2 separate regions of the Gossypium hirsutum genome follow, and region 2 is linked to region 1. Evidence: chromatin contacts called from public Hi-C data. All regions are on one chromosome and are shown on one strand. The core of a region is the stretch at or near the end of the contact, and the rest is flanking DNA. Distances in the headings are between cores, read along the strand shown. Region 1 holds the start of LOC107914189. Region 2 has its middle 4.7 kb from the start of LOC107914411.

What was found. Hi-C and Micro-C count contacts between places; a contact is called where the count stands out from the background.
Region 2: a contact with region 1 is called in a Hi-C map of leaf, with 2.2 times the contacts expected there. The contact joins the enhancer-like site here to the promoter of LOC107914189 in region 1. A contact is called at or near these places in 6 of 34 Hi-C or Micro-C datasets (anther, leaf and seedling).

Annotation. Positions count from the first base shown.
Region 1 is chrD10:10,067,414-10,072,384 of Gossypium_hirsutum_v2.1, reverse strand. It overlaps LOC107914189, which reads right to left and starts at 1,950. Exons shown (of 12, transcript XM_041103083.1): 1 at 1,656-1,950; 2 at 1,555-1,573; 3 at 669-890; 4 at 494-571; 5 at 290-414; 6 at 46-206. The coding sequence starts at 773.
Region 2 is chrD10:10,214,826-10,220,064 of Gossypium_hirsutum_v2.1, reverse strand. No RefSeq gene overlaps it. Among protein-coding and RNA genes, the nearest start is that of LOC107914411, 4.7 kb to the left of the region's middle. Within about 2 kb of position 1,679, at least 1 of the 9 cell types and tissues checked has an H3K27ac peak or open chromatin away from gene starts, as enhancers often do. A contact at or near this core is called in leaf, where this site is marked.

The sequences.
Region 1 (4,971 bases), core at 701-3,200:
ACAGAGATGCGCAAAGGTTATATTTGGAAGAAGCAAAGCATAAACCTCTTAGCATACTAAAAGTTATAAGTTCATCTATTAGTTTTTGGCGAGCAATGTCAAGCCTCCCTTTCATAAAATGCTTCTTCAGCTTCATCCAATAGCCACATACATTGTAACCATCGACGAGCAATACAGGGACAGCATCATCTAAACCCTGGTTGGTACTGTAAAAACTTTTAGCACCAAGAAGCTGAAAAGTGAATTGATTCAACAAATGATCTAAGAAATAAACTTAGACAGTGCTTACTAATAAAGGGTCGTTGTAGGATCACGATAAAGCTCTATGTCTTCAGGAAGCTCCTCCTTTTGCACCTTCTTTCTCCTATAACTAGTTGCAGGCTTAGGTGCACTAGATTTACTCTTTTGGAATTCCTACAGGAATTTTTCTCATATAATTAAAGAATTTAAGATAAAGTGTTTACAATAAAACAGCAGCTTAATGCTTACATACCTTCCACAACTTCAAAAACTGCAAGTTCTGCTTGACATTGGACGTGATTCTTGGAGGAGCTGATTCAGGACCCTTACCCTATCAATGGTAAAGCTAGATTGTCAGAGACAGTCTAGTCTAAATGGAAGGGCAAAGCTCCAAATAATCAAAAGAAAAATTGGTCCAAAACAGAAACCTTATGGGGAGAAGGAGAAGAGGACTTGTTGAGGATGACTGCCAAACCCTTATAGCTAGCGGAATCGCTGCAGCAATGATGAAGTGAAAGACTGATAATTCTCATCTTCCGGGAAGACCACTACATCATTAGCTCTGTCCCTTTCCGTCGCATTTAACCGGAAAACCTGAAAAGCCTCTTTCTGCGATCTACCGCTAAGTTCACTACGGATTGGAGAGCTTCCTAGAAACACATCATCATTATTCTCGTTACTTTTTTATGGATAACCGGTTGGAAAGAAACGTCACCACAAGAATTTTCCAACACCACCAGTTTTCAGGCAGGGTTTTTTATAAAGCATCCCTAAACTTAACAATTTTTACCAACTTAGTCCCTTTTTTCAGTCCATTTTTATTTTGTAATTTGACAAAAACAAAATTAAAAATATATAATATTAGTACCTGAACTTATCCAGATTGGTACCTATTATTTTTTTTTGTTCTAGATTAGTATCAATTTTTTTTCCTGTCCACTAGTTTGGTACGTGACGTGACCTACATTATTTAAACAAATATTTTTTTTAAAAACTTTTTTTTTTACTTTTCTCCCCCAATTTTTTGTTGTGTTTCTTCTTATCCTACATCTTTCTTCTTCTTCCTTCAACCCAAGTTACTACCTTGGTCGCCATTGCCGGTTAGCTTCCTTTTCCATCTAAAAATGGTACTGGAGTATAGCTCTCCGTTCACTCACCACCAATGATTTATAGAGAAAGGGGAGTGTACTTGAGTCTTAACCTTATTTTGCTATAATTTTCTACTTTTGTGGTTTGGAAAAATTCCAGGAAAAATAGAAAGGGAATGGTGGCCATGGCTTTGCAGTGATTTAAAACAATTGCATTGAAGTGTACCTGAGTCTAATTTCGTAAACTGCAAAAATCCCAAACAAGATTTAAGAAAAAACAAAAACCAAAAAAAAAATATAGAGAAAGGGGAGACCAAAGATCCTTACAATCCCAAATAGCTGATTCGAAAAGTGATGTTGCCATCAGCAAAAAGAAAGGGCTGTATTAACATTCGGAGAGTTTACGGCCACGGAAGAGACGATCCCGATGAGCCAAAACGACGTAGTATTCAAAAAAAAAAAGGAAAGCAAGGAAGAATACTACTATGAAAGAAGGTAGTAAAGGAAATGATAAGATTTGTAACGTTCAAGAGGGCGCTTAAATAGCAGTAATAAAATTTTGAGGAAAAAGTTCCCACAGTCGTTAGAACCACTCTCTGTTTTGCAAAACATCGCCAATCAACTGTCAAATTCATTTGTTAACCCAAAAAGAATTACAAAATATTAGATACTAGCTGAAAATGCTTCAATACGAATTAATGTCTCACTAAAGCAAATTGTTAATGTAAAAGAAAGTAATCAACGCCTGAAGCATGAGAATTAGTTAGTTCCAAATATAAAAATCCTCGTAAAAGGAAAGAAGTAAATATTTAAAATGATCATATTATGGGCAAGTGCCCAAAAAGAGGCTAAAGATATAACTAATCAAAAAATCCAATAACTAATCAAAAAACCCAAAAGGAGATTTAAGTACCTAAAAATGGTGATAACGAAGAGAACTCGATAAGTGATGTTACTTCAGTAAAAAGATAGAATCGGAAAAATATAGTTATTGACAATAATTTTGCTTATAATGTTGTTATTTAAATAGAAAAAGAAAATGCATATCCTGAACTTAAATCTATTGAGGAATGTAGAAATGGAAAAGATTAGTCAAAATGGAAAGATAAAATTCAAGCAGAATTGAATTTACTTTCTAAATGTGATATTTTTGGACTTGTATTTCAAACACCTAACGATGTAAAGCCAATAGGATATAAATGGGTATTTGTGTGAAAAAAAAATGAGAAAAATGAAGTTATAAGATATAAAGAACGACTTGTAGCACAAGGATTTTTGCAAATGGCCGACATTGATTACAATAAGATATATTATCCTATGGTGGATGTAATCATGTTTAGATATTTTATTAGTCTGGTAACACGTGAAAAACTTGACATGCGTCTAATGGATGTTATTACAGTCTATTTGTATGGTACACTTGATAGTAAAATTTATATGAAAATCCTTGAAGAATTTAAAATCCCTGAAGGATTTAAAATCCCTGAAGGATATAGAGTTTCTTGGGAAAATTGATGGATCAGATTAAAGAAAAATTTATATGGATTAAAACAATTTAGACGTATGTGGTACAATCGTCTTAGTGAATATTTGTTAAAATAATATTATAAAAACTATTCAATTTGTCCATGATTCTTCATAAAAAGGTTTGGATCATATTTTATGATAATTTCTGTTTATGTTGATGATCTAAATATTATTGGAAGTTCTGAAGAGTTTCAAAATGCAGTAAATTGTTTAAAGAAAGAATTTGAGATAAAATATCTTGAAAAAACAAAGTTTTTTCTTAACCTGCAGATTGAACATTTAAAAGATGGAATCCATGTCCATCAGTCAACTTATACAGAAAAGATCTTAAAGAAATTTACATGGATAAAACACATCCATTGAGTACCCCAGTGGTTTTTTTTATCGTTAGATATGAATAAAGATAAAATTCATCCTTGCAAGAATGATGAAGAATTTCTTGATCTTGAAATACCATATCTAAGCGTCATAGAAGCATTGATGTATCTTGCAAACAACACAAGACTTGATATAACTTTCGTTGTAAACTTGTTAGCAAGATTTAGTTCTTCTCCAACATGTAGACATTGGAATGAAATTAAACATGTATTTAAATATCTCAGTGGGACCATTGATACGGGATTATTTTATTCAAATTATTCAAAATCCCTATTAGTTGGCTATGATGATGTTGAATATTTATCAGATCCACATAAAAGTAAATCTCAAATGAGATATTTATTTACATGTGGAGATACTGTCATATTATGGCGTTCAACAAAACAAACATTAGTTGCTGCCTCTTCATATCGTGCAGAAATAATTGCAATGCATGAGGCAAGTCGAGAGTGTGTTTGGTTAAGGTTATTGACACAACATTTCTAGTAGATACATAATTTGCCTTTTCAAGAGAATATGTCAACTATTTTATGCGAAGATAATGCAACATGTATATCTTAATTGAAGGGGGTCACATCAAATGTGATAAAATGAAACATATTTCACCAAAATTATTTTTCACTCATGATCTTGAGAAAAAATGTTATATGGAAGTTCAACAAATTCGTTCTAGTGATAATTTAGCATATCTTTTTACCAAGGCATTACCAACTTCAACATTTGAAAGATTACTACACAAGATTGGAGTGCGCCGACTCAAAGATGTAATGTGATGTTGTCATTAGGAGGGAGTCAAAAACATGTTACACTATTTTCCTTTAACCATTTTTTGTCTCATTGGGTTTTCCAGGTAAAAGTTTTTAACGAGGCAACTTATAATAATAGATTATGTACTCTTTTCCTTTATTAGATTTTTATCTCATAAGATTTTTCCTAATAAATTTTTTTACGAGACATTTTCATTGATGGATATCCAATGGAGAGTGTTGCAAATCCATTGATAAATAGATGTCCATAACCCCCTCAAATTTATCTTATTGTAACCCCTAAAGAATGATTGTCTATAATTCCTAAGTTCATTAGTTTGTAACCCCTAAATTAATGTTGGTCATTAATGCTTTATAACTTATGATACTTGAAGCCCTATAAATAAAGGGCATGTACAAGCTTATTATATCCTAAGTGAAAGTTCATTTCATTATCTTTTTTTTCTCTCTTAATTTTTCTATTCTTTGTCTAGTTTTATAATAAATTTCAATTTTTACTATTTACATAATAATGAAATCCAAGCCATGGGACTAGAAAAAGAAAAAAAGAGGCTTCCATCTGGTGTTAGGATTAGCCCAAGAATGCGATGGACAGCAATGACTTACGACAACGGCTATAGTTGTGAAAGGAAAGAAATAAAGAAAAAATAGAATATATTTTTATAATTGAAATGGAATCAATTAATCATATTAAAAAGGGTAATTAGGAAGAAAAGTAGTATTTATAATTAAATATAAATTTGATTAGGAATTAAATATGTAAGGTCAGAAATTTAGATAAATTTTAAATTTATCAATTTTGATTTTTTGAACTTATATTATGTATTATCAATTTTTTTAAAATTTCAATTTCAATTTATATTATATCATTTTTGTTGAAATTTCAAATTTAAATTATATTATATCATTTATATTTATCAATTTTATGAACTTAAGGTTTTGAGTAACATTAAAAAAAATTAAGTATTTTT
Region 2 (5,239 bases), core at 430-2,929, 150 kb before region 1:
AGTTTTATATACAACTAAATTATTACACTAGTAACCAAATGTCTTTTGTAGATATAGGATGCATTTGGATGAAGAATTTAAAATTTTATTAGAGTGTTCTTAGATGAAGAAATTTAAAATTTTGGAGAATTTTAAAATGCTAATATTTCAAAATTCTTAAATTCAAAATACTAGTAATTGTAATTGTTTAGTATAGATAAATAATTTGTTTTAAGAAAAATTGGGTTATTTGAATTTTATAAATAAAAAAAACAATATTAAAAGAAAAAATAAAGATATTAGAAATGAATAATATAGACAATATTGATATCATTAGATTTATAGAAATTTATAAATATTTTTTAATAAAATAAAATTTAAAATATATATTAAAATTAAGTAAATTGAAGTTTATTTTTTTTTATTTTATAGTGAGATAATGTGTATTAAAAATAAAATTATGAGGAATTAAAGAAAAACACAAGTGCAATTTGAAAAAGGAAATTGAATAAATTAAATCTCCACGTAAAGTTGTTCCTAAAATTTCAATTTCTTCACTATTTTTTTCCCAGACAAATAAATTTAATTTTAGAATTTTAAAAATTTTGATATAAATGAAATCTATCCTTTAAATTCGTTATTTAAAGTGGGTTTGGATGGAGGATTTGGAGTGCTTTCATTTGTATCAATATTTTTAAAATTCTAAAAGTGAATTTATTTGTTCGGATAAAAATTTAGTGAATTTCAAGAGTAGATTTCAGCAGCTTTCCTTTTCAAATTTCATCTAAATAGGTGATTTTTCAAAATTTCTTATAATTATATTTCATTTAACACATAGATAATTACTAAAACTTCAAAAAATCTTTTTTATTTAATTCTAATATTTATATTTAAAATTTTTAATTTATTAAAAATATTTATAAAATTTTACCAATATAATGATATATAGGTTTTTTTTATTATAATTATTCATATTTTTTAATTCTTAAAAATCCAACAGCCTAATTTTTATGAAAACAATTATTTATCCAAACAAACTATGATTAATGCTAGCATTATAAAAATTCATCCAAGCATTCTCTTTGGGGTTTTTAAAATTCTAACCTTTTTCTAGTAGTTATAAATACATTGTTTGCTTTAGAAGTATTTAGGTTGGAATGATGATTTTAAAAATAAATAATGCAATATGATATCATTAGATTTGTAAAAGTTTATAAATATTTTCAATAAAAAAAATGATATTTTGATATTTATGTTTATTCTATTTTATAATGTGGAATTTTGAAAAAAAAAACAATATCTTTAAGTAGAATTTGAAAAGAGAAATTTGTCCTGAAATATTTTATAAATTTTGAAATGTTCTATTATTTTTACTGAAAAAGTTTGAAAAAATCGATAAAAATGGAATTATTCTTCAAAAATGGTCACATTTGTATAAAAATTTGGACCACTATAACTTAAAAGGTCAACGCAAGTTGTGTTCGAAGTGAAAGAAAAAGAAAAAAAAGATTATATGAACAAGTGGTTAAAAATAGCAGCAGGATTTGAAATAAAACGAGGATTGATGCGAGGGTTTTAACTATGATATCAACAAGAGATTTTAAAAATGTAAAATTTAAATGGATTGAGGAATATTAAATAAAGGAAGAGCAGGCAGTGAAAGGAAAATAAGTGAATGGTAATAATTGGTAGAGTATGGTTCGGTCAAGAGAAACCCGTGACCACTCCTCATCACTACCGCCTCTTTCTTTTGTTTTCTTTCGCGACTCACTTTCTCTTTCTTTAATTGTTTATTGTTCCTTCCGCGCAGTTTTTTTAAAAATGCGTATCCATCTTTTTGTTTCTCTATTTCACTTACATCCTACTTCAACTTTTCTTCTCCCATTTTTTACCAATTTGAAATTTTTTAAAAAATTCAAAATATATAAATAAATTCTTTTTTTCAAAAAATTTAATATTTTTTTGGTATAATTATAGGTATCCTGACTTCTAATCCGTTTTTTTATTCTGAGTCTAATCATGTTCAAACTGGAGGTGGTATTCAACTAAAACTTTCTCAACAGTATCATATTTATAGAGTTTTATTTGTGTTATGTGGGTGGGTTATCATGATTCATTTTCTTTGGCTTGTGAGTACAATGTTGGTTTTTAATTGTAAGGTTGAATGTGTTTATTTTGAGAGGTTGTTGTTTTATTTAAGGTGTGTATTAGTTGTCTTATCTCTTGTTACTTTACCTCCTACGAGGTTTTATATGATATATAATATAAATTATTTTTACTAAAATAAACTTTGATCAAATGGAAATCTTTTGCACCGAAAAAGAGTCTAAATTCAGTAAAATTACTATAGAGGTCTCTGTACTAGAAGTCATATTGCATTTTGTTCTCTTTACTAAAAACATAGGTAAATTAATCCCTGTAAGTTAGATTAAAGAGAAAATTGATCCTTTTTGTTAAAAAAATTATTCATTTGTTCTGTTAAAAATTGGTGTAGTTAACGGAATAACCAGGCAGTAACATGTGACGTGTCACGTTTATCTCATGATGATGTATGAGGATCAGTCTTTAACAGTGGAAATGAATGAAATTTTTAATAGAAGAGCATGTTTGCTCTTTGATCTAACATACAGAAACTAAATTACTTATACTTTTTTGAGTAAAGAGAACAAAATGCAATCCAACTAATATAAGGACCTTTATAATAATTTTACCATCCAAATTCCCATGCATTTTTTTGTGATTCAATTATACTCAAGGTATTGTTGACAAAATGTTTATAATTATAAAATGAATCCAACAAGTTGCTGCTGCCAGATCTTTTAAAGTAAAGCTTTCTAATAGATTTTTTTGTATGATTACACAGGTTAATTGTATATATTAATTAAAATATAATTTATTTTTAATTTAATATTAAATAATTTAAAAGAATTGATGACACAAAGAAAAATATATGTTTAAAATGAAGAAATTAAAATGCTACACTAAAATATATAATGTTAGGAATAAAAATTAAACAAGAAATAGGCTTCAAGCTTAATGGTTAAGAGCTAAGCTTTCCCTTTGTGTTATTAGGTTCAAGGCACTCTTTTCCTAAAGCAGTCATTTTATTTTTAATAGCAATAGGTAAATTGTTGTGCCGCCCCTTAAGATTTTCAAACCTTAGGTATTTAGTTCATTTTTTCACGATTAGACTTGTCATTTTGTTTTGTTCTCAATTCCTATTAGAATTTTGCCTTCTTCTCTCTATTTCTTCACGTTTTTCTTTTCTTTCATCTTTTTTGCATCATATTTTTCATCTTTTTGCTTTGAATTATTTTGTTTTTTTCTAGATTAATGCATCTTCCATTCAATCGTTTTTCTACCGATTTCGTAATTGTCATCAATAACATCCCGATCTTTGCCAAGAAATAGTAAGTACACCTTGTTACGAAGTTTAGATCCTGAATTTTTGTAGTATTTCTATCTGACGCTAATATTATGTCCGATTAAACAATCTTTTACAGTTCTTGCCAAATATTTTGTTAATCTTTTCAGATCTTGAAATGAATTGTTAATTCTGGTGTTAATGTCGCTTGAAGGACTGCATTTAGGAGAAGCGGATCAAAATAAGGTGTGAGGAACGTCGGTTGGACTTTCGGTGAAATGTGTGTGTTCTTCCCAAGTGAATTGGTAGTGATTGTGTGTAGGGTTAGGGTTACACGACCACCACACGACCATGAACCTCTATAAACCCTAAGTTAGTTCATGAATCACATGGCCACAGCTCTTTCACACGGTCGTGTCTCTCTTGTAGGGTAATTTTAATGTTTACCTCACGGTAATAGTCTTTTACACGGCCTGGCCACACGGCTGTGTAACCTCTTCATACGACCTGTAGCATCTCATACGGCTTGACCACACGGTTGTGTGACTCCTGTTTTTATAGTTTTGTCTAAAATTTTGTGAATTGTTCTGTTTAGTGCCTACACAGTCCCTAAACTATTTTTATAGTTTTATTTCTCTCAATTGAATCCTGATAATATGTGTATTGGAATCCATGATCTAAGTGATTGAATAATTACTGTTATATACATAATATGGGAACAATACATGCCTACTGCTATCGTTAAACCAAATGCATGTTAAGCAAGTTTATTACTACTGTAATGATATGTTATAATGCATGTTAATTGCTACTTTATCGACTTGTTATAAGCATGTTTATTGCTCCCTATTGATCTATTATAGGCATGATAATTCCTACTATATTGACTTATTATAAGCATGTTATTACTACCGTATTGATATGTTATAAGCATGTCATGTTGCATTGCATGGGGGGAGACGTTATAAATGAATGAAGAGTCAGCAGTTTATCTGCAACTACCAGTGGTTCATACACAACTTACTAGCAACTTTTATCTACATCGGTGGGTGGTCATCTAACCCTTTCTTGATCAGTTCGTTGTTGTGTTCATCGACATCTTAGTTTATTGAAAAACCAAAGTTGAACATGATGAATACCTTAGGAAAGTTTTACAAATACTCTGCAAAAAGAAACTATATGTGAATTGAGTAAGTGTCAATTCTGGCTTAAGGAAGTCATGTTTCTGGGTTATGTGGTATCTGCAGAGGGTGTCCGTGTAGATTTGAAAAAAATAGAGGTTATTCTGGAATGGAAAAAACCCAAAAATGTTTCTAAGATATGTAGTTTTCTTGGTTTAGTCGAATATTATAGGAGATTTTTTGAAGGGTTTTATCTAATCACTGCTCTTCTAACGTAGTTGTTGAGGAAGAATGTTTCGTGTAAAAGGACAGACGATCAACAAGCTAGCTTTGAAAAGCTAAAAGTTGTGTTAACTCAAGCTCTCGTATTAATTCAGCCTAAGTTAGGAAAACAGTATATGGTGTATAGCGACGCATCCTACACTGGTCTTGGTTGTGTGTTGATGCAAGAAGGAAAACTAGTTGCTTATGCGTCGAGGCAGTTGAAACAGCATGAGTGCAACTATCCAACTCATGATTTGGAGTTGGCAGTAGTGGTATTCGCACTAAAAATTTAGAGGCATTACCTATATGGTGAGGAGTGCTATTTTTATAAGGATCATAAGAGTTTTAAGTATATTATCACCTAAAAAGTGTTGAACTTGAGGCAACGGAGGTGAATAAAATTATTAAAAGACTATGACTGTGTGATTGAGTACCGCTTTGAAAAAACTAATGTAATGACGTATGCTCTAAGTAGAAAACAGATGACCGTTATAAGAGCAATGTTTGTTAG